Linked DNA regions of Mus musculus: region 2 is linked to region 1. A link is a contact called in public promoter capture Hi-C data. All regions are on one chromosome and are shown on one strand. The core of a region is the stretch at or near the end of the contact, and the rest is flanking DNA. Distances in the headings are between cores, read along the strand shown. Region 1 overlaps Pou2f3 (POU domain, class 2, transcription factor 3). Region 2 holds the start of Trim29 (tripartite motif-containing 29).

Region 1 (7,391 bases), core at 2,573-5,072:
GCTTTTTTTCAAGGCCAGCCTGGTCTACAGAGTGAGTTTTAGAACAGCCAGGGCTATACAGAGAAACCCTGTCTTGAAAAACCAAAAAAAAAAAAAAAAAAAAAAAAAAAGACTGGCTTTTGTTTCTGCAAAAGCAGTGATACGTCCTTTGTCTCTCACCAGACTTCATTTCTACAAGGATTGCTTTTGGAACCCCACATACATAACTCTGGGCCTCCTTTGTTTGCAATGGGGGCTCTTTGGATGGATTCACAACGTGTGCCAAGAAGAGAAGCCCAGCATTTTGTAGAAGGGCTGGACTGAGCTCACCAGCCCAGTAAACACACCAGGGGTCAATGGACCAGGCTGGCACCTACCCCAGACATTTGGTTTCCAGGCATCATGGTAGGTCCTTGGCTCAGGTGGCATGGCCTGTGGGAGAGGGTCTGCTGTAGAGAGTCACCCAGATCCTCCGTCTTAATCTGCAAGTAGAGGGATAGGGAGAGGGTGAGCTCTGGGCTCCCGAGGCAGACAGAAGCAGAACCGTGAAGAACAAGGTGGGAGATGAGTGGCAAGTCTGGAGAGAAAGTGGAGCCAAGAATTCCCCGGGCTGAAGGGATGGATGGGACCAGTCTGCGAGGCAGAGCCGTCTACCAGCACCAACACCCTTCTTGGGCTGTGCTAGCATGCACTTGGAATTCACTTGGAATTTAGAGAAAACCAGGATAGCATAGTGACTTTTAAAAATAAAGAAAACTGCCAGGCAGTGGTGGCGCACGCCTTTAATCCCAGCACTTGGGAGGCAGAGGCAGGAGGATTTCTGAGTTCAAGGCCAGCCTGGTCTACAAAGTGAGTTCCAGGACAGCCAGGGCTACACAGAGAAACCCTGTCTCAAAAAACCAAAAAAAAGAAAAAAGAAAGAAAGGAAGGAAGGAAGGAAGGAAGGAAGGAAGGAAGGAAGGAAGAAAGAAAGAAAGAGAGAAGAAAGGAAGGAAGGAAGGAAGAAAGAAAGAAAAAAGGAAAGAAGGAAGGAAGAAAGAAAGAAAGAAAGAAAGAAAGAAAGAAAGAAAGAAAGAAAGAAGGAAAGAAAATAAGAGAGAAAAAATAAAGAAAACTTAGGTTTGCTCATACTTTTGCTATGATGACCTTTAGCAAGTAAAGCACTTGCCACCAAGCCTGATGACCTGACCTCCATATATGTACTACAACACATGTCTACATACACACACACACACACACACACACACACACACACACACACACACACGAATGAATGAATGAATGAATGAATGGATGGATGAACGAGTAATAAATAAGTATAATTTTAAATTCTGTAATGAGAAAGCTGAGCCAGGAACTCCAGTATATTCCTGTGATGTCCGTGCTTGGGAGGCTGAGACCAGAGGACTGCTATAAGTTCAAGGCCAGCCTGGGATGCATGGTGAGTTTCAGGGCTAGTGAAAATTCTTGCCTTAGGAAGATATCACAAAAGACTGTCCTCTCCTTATAAAGCCACAATGACAAAATCTGAATCCACCAAAGTATGCGCTGGGAAAACAGTGGGTTCAATGACAGGCTTCCTTATGGAGCAGGCACAGGGGCACGGGCACATACAGGAGCATGGGGGACCTCAGAGCAGCCATCCTAGAGAGTCTTCTTCCAGCATCGATGATGGCTTTCCCATGGCTGCAGAGAACACCCACTCCATATCTGTGGTACACACACACACACACACACACACACACACACACACACACACAGATCAGAATTACATATGACTGGCAGGAAGGAACAGAGAGAATGCTATGAACCTCAGATAAGCCTCTAACAGCCCTCCTCATCCTCCCAGGTGGGGATTTCATCAGTCAACAGGCCTGATCTGGAGGCGGCGGGGTGGGGGGTGGGGGGGGGATCTCTTACAAACAGTCTCAGCTGCTCTGATGGCAATAATGGCTGTTGTGATTGAAGGATAGCTCGGAGGATAACATGACCCTGTCACAAACAAACAAAAGCAAAACAAACAAAAACCCAAACCACTGAAAATAGTCTTCAGTGGCTAGTCTGATCAGTGTGACCATGCACTCTGATCACAGTAATTGGGAAGGTGAGGGAGGGGGATCATGTCTGAACTCAGCCTGGGCTGCACACAAAACCAACCAACCAACCAACCAACCAGACGAAAGAACGCTTACTAGGATAAATGTTTGTAGATCCTTTGCTTTTCTACTGCACTGGGCTATCAGAATTTCCTTTCTGAGGTGACTGTGTATCTAAATAGTATCTTTAAAACTCTCTAAATGTATGGATTGCCATCAATGAAGCTTGCAAGCCTGGAAACTGCCTGTCAGGGGACTCTGTCCATTCATCTCTTTTGTCTACCTTCTTAGCGCTAAGCTACATCTGCTGAAGCCCTCTGGGTCAGCATGATTTTGGTGACAGGGTGGCAGTCTCTCTACAAGCAGAGGAATGCCTTCCTTACAAGAGCCTGAGAGACCCTTGGTGGTTTCCAGTTCTTCCATCTCTACCACCCTTCCACGAAGCACACAGGAATCCTTCCTGTTGGGTATTTGCCTGACCCAAGCAAAGAGTTGAGAGTATGAGCTAGACAAGGTGGTGCACGCTACTGCTAGAGGACCAGGCAGGAAGGAAGGTCTCCAGTATAAGGACTGCCTGGGCCACATTGGGGAAACCTACCCCCCAAAAACAAACCACAAAGCTAGATAAACAAACAAACAAACTGAGATTAACATCTGAACCTGTGCTGAGTCCCTGTGGAAAATGAACGTTGATCACCAGGGAAAGGATTCTCATTGACTGACAGGAAGGAGCTAAATAGTGGGAACCTGAAGAACATTAATTGATTAAAAGACAACAATGGGGTTGGAGGGATAAGTCATTGATTAGCAGCATTTGCTGTTATTCCTGATAACCAGGACCCACTTCAGGTGGCTCATAACAGCCTGCAACTCCAGCTACAGGGGACCCAATGCCTTCCTCTGACCTACAAGATCTGATGAGGCAGTAAGGAAAACACAGGACAGTGAGCAAGGCGGACCCTGTTTCTCATCCTAACTCAGTCTCTAACTTTCCATGTGATCTTGATGGATAGGCCACCTGTTAGGTGTTCTTATGTGGTTCTTATCCCTCTGGCAGAAAAAGCCAACTCTAGTCACACGCACAGATGGTAGATGTGGTAGACCAGTGATTACCAAGAGATCCCCCAGAGAAGCCACAGACAGATGGATTGGTAAGAGGCTGGCTTTCCCAGCATACTTTGCAAAGTCACTGCCCACACACAGAGAGATCTTCTAGAAGCTTGAAGCAAAGCGAAGTAAGGAAAAGAAATGATAGTACTAATGGTAACAGAGAGAACTCTAAGAATTCAAAAGACACAGCAGATGGGTTGGTCTCTAGAGTTCCCTCCCTAGGCCTCCTTAGCTCTGCCCATCCGTCTCAGGAGTGCTGATACCCGGCTTCAGTCCACAGTCCTGAGGGTCTAAACAACCTAGATTCCACTGAGACACTTGTTAGCAGGTTTTTTAAAACTAGATAATCAATGGTTTCTTCTTCCAAAACCACCTCCACCAAAACAAATCTGCTCCAAAAGCTATTTTGACCATCTTTCTGCCATACCTCTGGGTTCTTGGCTTTCTGTTCTTTTTCTGCCCTCAGGTATCCCCATCCTAGAGAGGCTCAGGGAGGCAGGAGGGAAGGAGAGGGACAGAGGAGAGCATGCGAACGTGGAGGTGGGAGAGAAATCACACTGGTTAGAGCCATCCCAAGCAGCCTGGCATAGTTCCAGCTCCAAGGCAAGTGTTGGGTTCCTTTCCAGGCTCATTATGCTCCGCGGAGAGAGATAAGGGGGTGTAGCTATGACAGAGCTCGGAAGCATGCGCTCTGCCTCCAACCTGGGTGCTATCTGTTAGGATCGCTGCCAGGTCTTCCTGCTGTGCTGAAGTTCAGAAACCAGTACCACCATAAAAGAAAACGCACCCTTTCATCTGCCTCAAAGATCGATGCCCCGACACTCTTCTGGAGGGGGCCACACCCACCCTCCCAGTTCGGCAAACAGAATGCCTGATGGTAGAGACCTCCTTAAGGTGCAGGCTGGAGCGTCTTGGTAACTTATGTTTCTCTTCGGAGATTAATTTGTCTCGTTTTCCACTCATCAGTCTTTTTAGTCATTCATTTTCTCACAATTCCCTCCCCCCTCCCCCAACCCCTTGGGTAAGAAGTGCTGAGAGTAACCCCCAAAGAAGACAGCCTGAACAAAGAAAACAACGCAGGAGGCCAGGTGATGGTGTGCAAGACTTTAGTCCCAGTAGGGAGGCAGAGACAGTCATATCCCCGTGTTCAATGACGGCCTGGTTTACTGAGTGAGTTCCAGGACAGCCAGGGCTACACAGAGAAACCCTGTCCTGAAAAACAAACAAAGAAACAAACAAAAACACAGGAACACTTCTTCCAGAGCCTCAGCTTGTGGGCTAAGATGTCCCTTGGTTTAAAAAAACAAAAACAAGCATTGCAGGGCACAGGGAGAAGGTGCACTCCAATGTACTGCCTCCAGCATGGTTTTTGGGACACTCTCAGGTGCTGAGAAAGCTATGAAATTAAGAAATAAAGCCCTCACTAATCCAAAAAAAAAAAAAATCCCTTTTCACAGCTGTCGAGTGGAAAAGGCTGGAACCTTTCCAAGCAACTGGGTGTTGGCTGTGGGTCTGCGAGATGAGATAGAGAAACCTGTACCGGGTCCCGTTGACTTCTAAGATGAGAACCGCAGGCAAATTGGACGAAAACCCAGTTTCCCCCTCATACTTGTGGAAACGTAACTGAACCCACAGCCTGCTTAGCACCGTGAAGATGGTCTCCAGGGCCTTGTTGACAGTTCCTGTCACCTGAGTGGAAAGGCCTCTCTGCGCTCAAGCTGGGATGGCTAATCGCCGGGGACAGGGGCCATAGTACGCACTTGCCCTGGTGCAGGCACAGAACATCCCATCTACCTAGCAGATGGTTTGATGGTGTAGAATCTCCTCCACCCACGGCTCTGTGCAAAGGTATTGTAATGAGTCTTGGGCAGTGACCAGAGAGGTAAAGAGCTATCGTGAGTGATTATCTTTTCTAAGCCAAGTGAACTCCCTGACTTTACTATTTTAGAAAGCAGGAGTCTTCTTCCAGAAGGCGCCCTCCTAAGGAGGTAGAAGCCCCTTCCTGCCCTCATTGGTGTCTTCTCGGCCTGGAGAACGTGGAGACTTTTCACTCACAGAAGCCCGGAGAGCTTCAGATGTGGATATAAAGATACGTAGCCAGACACCCCCAAATCTCAAGGCCATGTTCGCTTGACCCTGCTCATCACCCCTTCTATCAGAAAACATAAGAAACAGAAACATCCCAGAAGTAGATCAGGAGAGATGGGCAAAGCGGTGCTATTGACTTGTGCCTCCTCAGATGGACAGGTGCATGGTGGGGCTGGGGGTCCTTCTCTTTAGCTCCTCGACACAGGACACAGTCACATGACCCTCTCTGGAGGGGAAAACAGTCCAGCACTAATGACTCCATCACTGGCGAGGAGAAGGATCAAAGCTGTTGTTCTGGTTGCATAACTCGTTTGTGGAAAGTGTTTCATAAAACATTTCACAAGAAGGCGCGTTTCAAAGCAGAACAACTCCCAACCTGCCTTCAATTACAGGCAAGGTGGTGCTTCTCTCTCTCTGTCTCTCTCTCTCTCTCTCTCTGTCTCTCTCTGTCTCTGTCTCTCTCTCTGTCTCTGTCTCTCTGTCTCTCTCTTTCCCTCCTCCTTCTATGTTTCTCCTGAGCAGTGAGGCAGAGTTCTGTAGCTTATCTATTAAGAGCTGGCAAAGGTGCATCTCAAGAAAACATTCTAAAAATATATTCCAAGTAAAGGCATGGGGCAGGCAGGTAACACATCTCCAGTGAATACGGTTTAAAGCACCCCATTCAGGTGGGTTGAGGTTGAGTTTTAGTAACCCCTCTATTTTTTTTTTTAATGTTACTGGGACTGAGCCACAAACACTCCATGAAAGTGTTCTAGCGTGAACCATACCCTCGACACGGCTGATTCTACTGGGAAGACCTTTCCTCTCCAGGGTTCCTGGCTTCTCCCTCAGAATCCAAATCTCCGGTCCACTTAGACACCTCCAGGAAGTACATGCAGAAACAGCCTTATCCAGTCCTTGGTCTCACCTACAACGGACTGGCTTGATCGTGCTGCTTCATCTCTTGTGCAAATGGGGGTCAACTCCCTGAGGAAAATCAAGCTTCTACCCAACAAAGCAATGGACAAGTGTGGTCAATGATTCTTCATTTCTGTTTTTCGATTGCTGTTTGAAGTCAGTGTCTCACATATCCCAGGATGACCTCAAACTAGATAGGTAATGGAGGATGGCTTTGAATTTCTGATTTTCCTACTTGTGCCTCCTAAGTGCTAGAGTTGCAAGTGTGGACCACCTTGTCAAATGTATGTGGTGTTCCGGATGGCACTCAGGGATTCCTGACTGCTAAGCAAACACTCTACCAACCAAGTGAGAGCCTTATCCTCTGCCCTAGATCCTCTGATGAACAGATGTGGCATTCCATGTTCTACCCCCATCTAATCTCCCATCCTCCATCACCATCATCACCATCATTGTCATCATCACCACCACCACCAAGTAGCTTTCTGATAGGAGAGTCTGGTGTTTTCTGCTTGTTCTGCCTGCATCTCCTCAAGAAAGGCAAGAGACTTTTCTTTCATGTTCCTGAATCTTCGGCAGCAGGACACAGGACCCTGCAGTACTGGTGCTAAACGGAATGGGGGCTCTGCCCTCAGAGAAGCCCTGTTCTAGCTGGTGTTTCCTGTGGTCCAGGACATGGACAATTGTGAGCAGAGCGCTGCTATATAGCCACCTGGGACACCACTGTCTGAAACTATATACATGGATGCTTGCCCTGGTTCTCTGATCCCCTTTTCGCTAGCGTCTCCTGGTTCTCTTGGTGGCCACCCTGATAGACCAGAGGGCAGTGGTTGCTTCACATCTTTAGTCAAGGAGAGGTACCACAGGGGGCTTTTGGATGTCTCTGGAGTCTAGAGGGCTGTTTGCCCCTAGATGAGGCAAGAGGTGAGCTGGCGGGAAAAGATGAACACAATCCTATGAGAACTATTTCTTAGCTCCGTGGGTTTTCCTGGGGGAGTCAGTGTAGAGAGTGCAGCATGTCGTCACGGTGCCCGGGCTGCTTATCATGGAAGGAATTCGCTGTTCCAATCAGAACTGGGAAGATGGGAAACAAGTGCAGTGACCACTCCGGGCTGGGCTTCCAGCATCTAACTACTACTTCCTCTCAGTCTTCCTTCTCCCTTTTAAGACAAGATCTCTTTATGTAGATCAGGCTAGCCTGGAATTTGAAGCAATTGTCCT
Region 2 (7,391 bases), core at 2,141-4,640, 160 kb after region 1:
GCAATCTATCCATCTTCCTACAGTCCATCTGTGTACCTCCATCATCCATCCACCAGCCCAAGGCCTGGGATGTGTTGGAGCAGGCCCGTACTGACTCAGGAGAGTACCAGGTACTGTCAGCATCTTGAGGTATTAGGCGCAGATTGACACTTCAAGATGGTGATAGCAGGGTGGGAGGAAGAAGCAAGTTCCACAGGCTAGGGCTTTGTAGGAACAGTCAGATGCCAAGTCTCCTTTAGCAAACCTTTGTAACTCACTCACTCACCTACAAACTGTTTGTATCTCTCCTTCCTCCCTCTAGTCTCTCTCCCTCTCTCCTATCCTCCTTTTGCCTCCTTTTCCAATTACTTTTTATCATTTATTTATGTGTAGAAATCCATCCATCCATGCATCCATCCATTCATGCATCCACCAATCCATCCATCCATCCATCCATCCATCCATCCATCCATCCATCCATCCACCTATTCATCCATCTATTCATCCATCTATTCATCTATCCATCCATCTATCCATCCATCCATCCACTCATCCATTCACCTACCCACTCATCCATCCACCTACTCACCCATCCATCCACCAATCCACTAATCCACCCATTCAGCCCCCCACACCTACCCATCCATCCAACCATCCATCCCACCCATCTCTACTTATATTCATCTTTTGATTTCTTTTTTCCAGCCAACTAGCCACAGATTTTATTTTATTTTATTTTTTGGGTCTGGACATCTGTGTATCTGCTTATTCCTAAGGCTCATAGTACTTCCCCGACCTCTGGAAGCAGGTGTATGAACTCTAAGGATCAGAAGCAGCTGCTGGATGGCAGGGAGCCCAAAGGCTTTCCTCCCATCTTTTCTTGCTCTTCTTCCTCTCTAGTCCTCATCATCTGGTCCCTTAGGATGAGGAGACTTTCAGTGGGTGAGGAGGGGACATGTCTATACCAAAAGACCAGAACAACATCTTCCTTTCCCTCCCTGCTTCTCCCAGGCCTCAGGCAAGAGTGCAGTGTAGTGACATTGACCTGGCCTGGCTTCCCCGCCTTACCTTCTTCTCCATTCCTGTTTCCTCTTTACTTCTCTGCTTTTCCTTTCTCTTTTTCATTTTGTTTTGTTTGGATCTCTCTCTCTCTCTCTCTTTCTCTCATCTATCTATCTATCTATCTATCTATCTATCTATCTATCTATCTATCTATCTATTTTTGGCCTGGAATTTACTATGTAGACCAGGCTGGACTCAAACTTGTGGCAATCTTCCTACTTCTACCCCCCAAGTGGCTAGGATTACAACCCTAAGCCATTACAAACTCTGGCCTGGCTTTTGGAACATAGTTGGGTTTCCCAACCCAGAAAGCCTCATGAGTTCTTCTTAGGTAAGCCTCATGAGTTCAAAGGAAAGGAGTTCCCATGAGGCCCCAGGACAGATACAAGTCAGCAATCCCACTTCCAGTACACATCTCTTCTTACCTCTAACTACTTTGTGTGCCAAGTGTGTCTGCCTTTTCCCCAGGGCTGTGATAACAAAGGCTTAGCTGCCAGCCTTCTGAGTCAAGGGGTGGGGTTCCCAGGATTTAACCTGAATTTGAGTGGAAGGAACGGAGACCCTTCCCCTGCACACACTCCAGAACCTTCTACTCCAGCTACACCCACATTCTACTGTATCCATCCATCCATTCCCAAGGGGGAATGGGGGCAGTTCTGTACTCTGTGGGGGAGCAGTTTCCAGGTTGCCTCTAAGAACAGAACTTCTGGTCCTTGGCTAGGGGGTGGGGGAGGAAGAGAGCTTGGCAGTTCTCATGTCTCTAGAGCTGAGTCCCACACTGTACTGTGTCATTTTGGAGGTTATCCCATAGGGCCCGACCAAGAGAAGATGTGTAGGTTTTTCTGATTCATACCAGAAAACCTGTCGAGAAAGGGAAGTCAAATGTCTGGTCTCCAGGGACCCCCACCCCCACCCCTCACCCCCTCGCTGCCACTGTGTCTCTGCCCCACAGGCCCCAAGCAGGCTCTGGTCTGTTCTAAGGGGATACCCAAGACCTGCATGTGCACCTTCTTAGGGCCATGAGCATAGGAAAACCTCCAGCAGCTATGTTCTAGTGAGATATTTAGGTGGCTCTAAGAACCAGGGATAGAAGAAGGAACTTCACAACCTCAAAAGGCCCAGACTATAATCCCAGGCCTGTAACGGGCTGAAGTCAGTGTCCTCTTAGTGCCTAAGTTTTATCTCTGTCAGAAGGCACAGCTGGGGACTCAGGTGGCAAAGGCAGCCAGGTTGGGGGTGGGGGTGTTCCCCAGAGACCAGACATTGATTCTTTCCTTTCTCTACAGTAGGTTTTTTTTGTATGACTCAGAAAAACCTGCACACCTTCTCTTCTTGGCCGGGCCCTATGGAATGACCTCCAAGATATCACAGTGGGTGAAATGTTCACCGGGCAAGCATGAAGACCTGATTCACTCTCTAGCACCATGTAAACACTAGATGTGGTATCCTGTGTCTGTAGTACCACTGATAGGAAAGAGACAAGCAGATCCAATGGCCAGCTCCAGCTTCAGGAAGATCTTCTGCCTCAAAAAAAGGAATGTGCAATTGAGCAAGATGTTGGACAGACAGACACATACAGAGGCATGAGTACACACACACACACACACACACACACACACACACACACACACACACACACGAGGGGGACAGAGAGAGAAAGAGACAGAGACAGAGAGAGAGAGACAGAGGCAGAGAGAGAGCCAGAGAGTGAGCGAGAGAGAGAGAGAGAGAGAGAGCCAGAGAGAGAGAGAGAGAACCAGAGAGAGAGAGAGAGAACCAGAGAGAGAGAGAGAGAGAGAGAGAGAGAGAGAGAGAGAGAGAGAGCCAGACTGAGGATTGTAGAGAGGCTTAAATAAGCTCAGACACGTAAAATACCCAAGACATCAGTCGCAAATTGGTTAGAATCAGTTGTGCATACAAGACCTGGGCCACAGCTTCCCTCAGAATATGCTGTCCTAGGGTGGAGACTTGCTTTTGATGTCCAACCCGCAAATTACAAGGCGATTTGGCTTGTGTGACCCAATTAAGAAGCCTTCTGTCCCGTGAACCTCTGCGGACACCTCACCTTCTGCCCCCAGGGGCAATGACCTCCTCAAAGCCTGCCCACCTGTGTGGACAGAGGCTCTGCCTTCCTGCCAGAAGTGCATCTGATGAAGCAGCCTAACAGGTTGTCAGTGGTGGGAAGTAATAAAACTGGGACATAAAAAACACTTCTTTAAAATCCCGGGCTGGGGATGGATGTGCAGGCGTGGCCCAGGTAATTAACCACTCTGCCCCGCCTGTCTCTCTCGGCCCGTTTTGTCAGGTTGCTCCTCCTATGGCTCCTCCTCCTGCCCCACCTTCTCCCCACAGGTGTGTCCCTGGGCTCTGGCTGCCAGCCCCACTTCGTGCCCCGAGACATCCGCTGAAGCCACCTGCCACGAGACCCCAACCAGCAGACACAGGCTAGCAAGTGACCTACCATGGAAGGTGCCGATGCCTGCAGGAGCAATGGGGCCAGCCCGGAAGCCAGGGACACCCGCAGCCCACCGGGTCCCAGCGGCAGCCTAGAGAATGGCACTAAAGCAGACAGTAAGGACACCAAGACAACCAACGGGCACAGTGGGGAGGTGACAGAGGGCAAGACCCTGGGCAGTGCCCTGAAGTCAGGGGAGGGGAAGAGTGGCCTATTTTCCAGCAATGAGTGGCGCAGGCCTATCATCCAGTTTGTGGAGTCTGTCGACGACAAAGGCTCCAGTTACTTCAGTATGGACTCTGCGGAAGGCAGGAGGTCCCCTTATGCGGGGCTCCAGTTGGGGGCTTCCAAGAAACCTCCTGTGACCTTTGCTGAGAAGGGGGAGCTGCGAAAGTCCATTTTCTCCGAGCCCCGCAAACCCACGGTGACCATCGTGGAGCCCGGGGAAGTCCGCAGGAATAGCTACCCCAGGGCTGACTCCAGCCTCCTGGCGCGGGCAAAGTCGGGCTCCGAGGAGGTGCTGTGCGACTCCTGCATCGGCAACAAGCAGAAGGCCGTCAAGTCCTGCCTGGTGTGCCAGGCTTCCTTCTGTGAGCTGCATCTGAAGCCCCACCTGGAGGGCGCTGCCTTCCGGGACCACCAGCTGCTCGAGCCCATCCGAGACTTCGAGGCCCGAAAATGTCCCTTGCACGGCAAGACTATGGAGCTCTTCTGTCAGACCGACCAGACCTGCATCTGTTATCTCTGCATGTTCCAGGAGCACAAGAACCACAGCACCGTGACGGTGGAGGAGGCCAAGGCAGAGAAGGAGGTGACTTGCTAGGCCCCTCGCTGCCTTCCCTTAACCCTCCCACTTGGATCCTCACTGGGGACTTATGGCTTCACGGTGCTCTGCTTTTAGGAAACATTTCTTCCTCCTCTTCATCTTCACCCTGGGGGTCAGAGGTCACTCTAACTTCCAACGATCTTAAGAGGGACATCCCGTTCGAGCCAACAGAAGATTAGACGCTAGGCAAAGCACACCAGATGAATCCTAAGTCGGGCTGGAGTGTAGAACGGAAGGATTCAGAACTCTCTGCTTGGCTGATCTGTTGTCTGTCCCTCTGTCTGTCTCTCCCTCTGTCTGTCTGTCTGTCTCTCTCTGTCTCTCCCTCCCTCTCTCCCTCCCCTCCCCCTGTCCTCACAGGTGATACTAAGGCAGGAAGACTCTAAGAGGGGACTTGAGGGCTCCTGAGTACCCTTTTTTTCTGATTCCAGGTTTGCACTTGCAGTCCTGCAGCTGCTGGCTCTGCCCTAATCTGGAAGTCACCCCACCCCACCCCACCCACCCCCATCCCCTCCTCTGCTCTCAGCTGGGCCCTGTGCCCTTTGTTTGTGTGGCTCCAGCAGACAGGTCTGTGCCTGTGGGTGGACAACATTGGATCGAGAGCATGTGTGGGTGGGTGGATGTAAATGTGTGTTTTATACGCACACGGGTGTCTGCGAATGTGGGTGTCTGCCCCTATTTATGTATGGGCTACGTAAGTGTGTTTGTGTGAATTCCCTGTGTGCAATTAGGCGGTACTTCCACGGGGAGGAGCAGAGGCAAGGCAAGTGGAGACTTGTGGGTGTGCTGCACCTGGGGAAGGTATTCTGGGTAAGGCCCAGCTGTGGCCACTGGTCTTGTCCCTTCCTGAGCTCACTCACCCAGTAGCATGTGGCCTTCCCAGGGGCAAACCTTCCTGGTGGCCAGGGCAGGGGCTTTACTTTCTTGTCAGCTTTTGTACCCCAAGGGACTCCTCTTTACCTAGCTCCGTGATCACATGCTTGCCGGTCACTCACTCTGTGCCGCTTGCCACTACCCTCGGGCAGCAGGTTCTGAGTCGCAGGTGGAAACAGACTCAGACATCCTCTCTAGACGCTTCATTTGGCTCCCAAAGGTGTCTTCAGCTTCTCCTGTCCCTGGCTCCAGTGTCCTCTGACACCAGTGTCCTCTGGCTCCATCCTGGCCTTTAGCTTCAGGATGGGAGACAAGAGAGAGGGAGCGTGAAGCCATTCTTAGGGACTGTGCTGGGGAATTCAGGACAGAAGGAAGGCACTGGGAACTAGTCTCAGGCCTGGTGTAAAGATGGTGCCAGTCATGAAATGTAAGACAGTGACTAAGCTCCCTCCATGTGAAACCGAGGCATGGGTTACACCAGCGGTTCTCAACCCGTGGGTCAGATCCCTCTGGTGAGTCTCTATCTTAACAAACAAACAAACAAACACCACTGCTCTAGACTGTGTTCATGTTTCTCTGTCTTCACAAGAGTTTTAGAAGAGTCTCTGAGGACTCTGGGGTGAGAAGGGGGACAAAGCAGATACAGAAAGCAAAGGTTTCAGGTCCCGACTCCCACGAAAGCCTGGTATACCGCTGGCCTCTTTTCTGGGCAAACTTTGGTTCCACTGTGAGCATCTGCAGAAGGGCTGATTCCAGAGGGCAGGAAGGTGTGGGCATTCTAGCCTAGAGACACAAGAGCTTCCGAGTTTGCTATTCTCAGCCAGGGGCTGCTGTAGGGCTCAGAGAGTCCTTGACTCCAAGGGCGTGGTAAAGAAACAGAGTCTCAGACATACAAACAAGATGGGACACCCTCCCAGGTACGCAGAAGCATGAACACGGAATTGCAGAGGGAGAATACCAGGCTTAATGGAGCATTCTCAGTCTCTCGGTCTCCTGTTCACCCCGCAGATGGAGGGAGGGCACACCCAAGGGAAGGATGGAACCTGGCTGGAGAAAGCTGTGCCTTGGACCCACCTTGGGAGGGAATGGGATACTGGAGTGGCTGCTATGGTGGGAACTTGGGGTAACGTGGGGTAACAACTCACCTGTCTGTGCTCTTGCAACACTAGGATAGACAGACAGGAGTGGGATTGAGCATCCAGGAGACAGCACAGAAACAGTGTCTGGGGCTGGCTATTATGGGATGTCTGACTTGGGGGGACTTTGACCCAGAATAGGGGAGGTGGTTTGATGGATTGGGGTGAAGCAGAGTGTCAATTCTGGCATCTTCTGAAGGCCTCCGAACCAAACTCAAACACCAGCTCCTGCATGCCTTTGTGCAAGGGAGCAGGCAGAACCAGCTCTGCAGGCCTGGTGGTGAGGCCAGGTGAGGTCATTAGGCAATGTCTAGGTTAGTTGCACAAAGCTGAAGATGACACCCAGGGCCACGGGCACTCATCTCCGGGGCCTCCAGCCTATGTACAGACTTGGAGTACAGACTGTGCTGGGAAAAGATCATGTGTTGTAACACATGATAGTGGCCCTTTCCTCTAGTGAATCTCAGTGCTTCCCTCTCTACTCTCAATGTCCCAATGTCCCATAGGTGCTCACTGGTCCAGCTTATACCTCTGTGTTCTCTCAGGCTATGATAGGAGATAAGATGAAGAGGGATATCAGCATCCTATTTATCCATCGTCCTCCCTAACCATTCCGAGTCCTTCCAGCTACAGCTGCCTGCTCCAGGTGGCCCTGTCTTAAGGTGCATTTGACCTGGTCTCTGGGTTGACATCGTTGGCATAGGAAGGTATATGCTGCTGACATTCAAACTGGAGTGCTACCCCAAAGGGCTCACACTAAGTGACCAGTCCACATTCTAGATATCCTCATCTGACTCAGTTCTCTTACTTTGCCTTGTGGCTTGATTTCTCATCCTCTTGCCCAATTCTTTGAGCAAGACTGAGCCACTAGGGTAGCAGGCTAATGCAGCCACTGGTCCTTGGGTTTCTTGCTGTGCTCATTTGGGGAGGAAAGCTCTTTGAGCAGGTGGTGGGGGCTGGGGTTCAGGAAGAGGAGCCAGACTAAAAGCTGGGCTGCTTAGAATCTCATTGGTCATTTTCAGGGTCTAGGTGTGAGACGGGGGCATGATCAGTTGGATGA

The links. Promoter capture Hi-C pulls out the DNA fragments that hold promoters and counts their contacts.
Region 2: a contact with region 1 is called in a promoter capture Hi-C map of hippocampal neurons, with 2.4 times the contacts expected there. The contact joins the promoter of Trim29 here to the enhancer-like site in region 1. A contact is called at or near these places in 12 of 39 promoter capture datasets (the 3T3-L1 cell line, 3T3-L1-derived adipocytes, cranial neural crest and 7 more), 1 of 15 datasets of contacts at CTCF or cohesin (the NIH/3T3 cell line), 9 of 484 Hi-C or Micro-C datasets (the G1E-ER4 cell line, Th2 cells, embryonic cerebral cortex and 6 more), 1 of 115 datasets of contacts at active chromatin or transcription factors (embryonic stem cells) and 3 of 9 other capture datasets (adipose tissue, liver and macrophages).

What each region holds. Positions count from the first base shown.
Region 1 is chr9:43,146,454-43,153,844 of GRCm38.p6, forward strand. It overlaps Pou2f3 (POU domain, class 2, transcription factor 3), which reads right to left. Exons shown (of 13, transcript NM_011139.2): 4 at 357-461. Among named protein-coding and RNA genes, the nearest start is that of Tlcd5, 34 kb to the left of the region's middle. Within about 2 kb of position 3,823, at least 32 of the 459 cell types and tissues checked have an H3K27ac peak or open chromatin away from gene starts, as enhancers often do. A contact at or near this core is called in hippocampal neurons, where this site is marked.
Region 2 is chr9:43,307,373-43,314,763 of GRCm38.p6, forward strand. Trim29 (tripartite motif-containing 29) reads left to right here and starts at 3,391. Exons shown (of 9, transcript NM_023655.2): 1 at 3,391-4,307. The coding sequence starts at 3,504.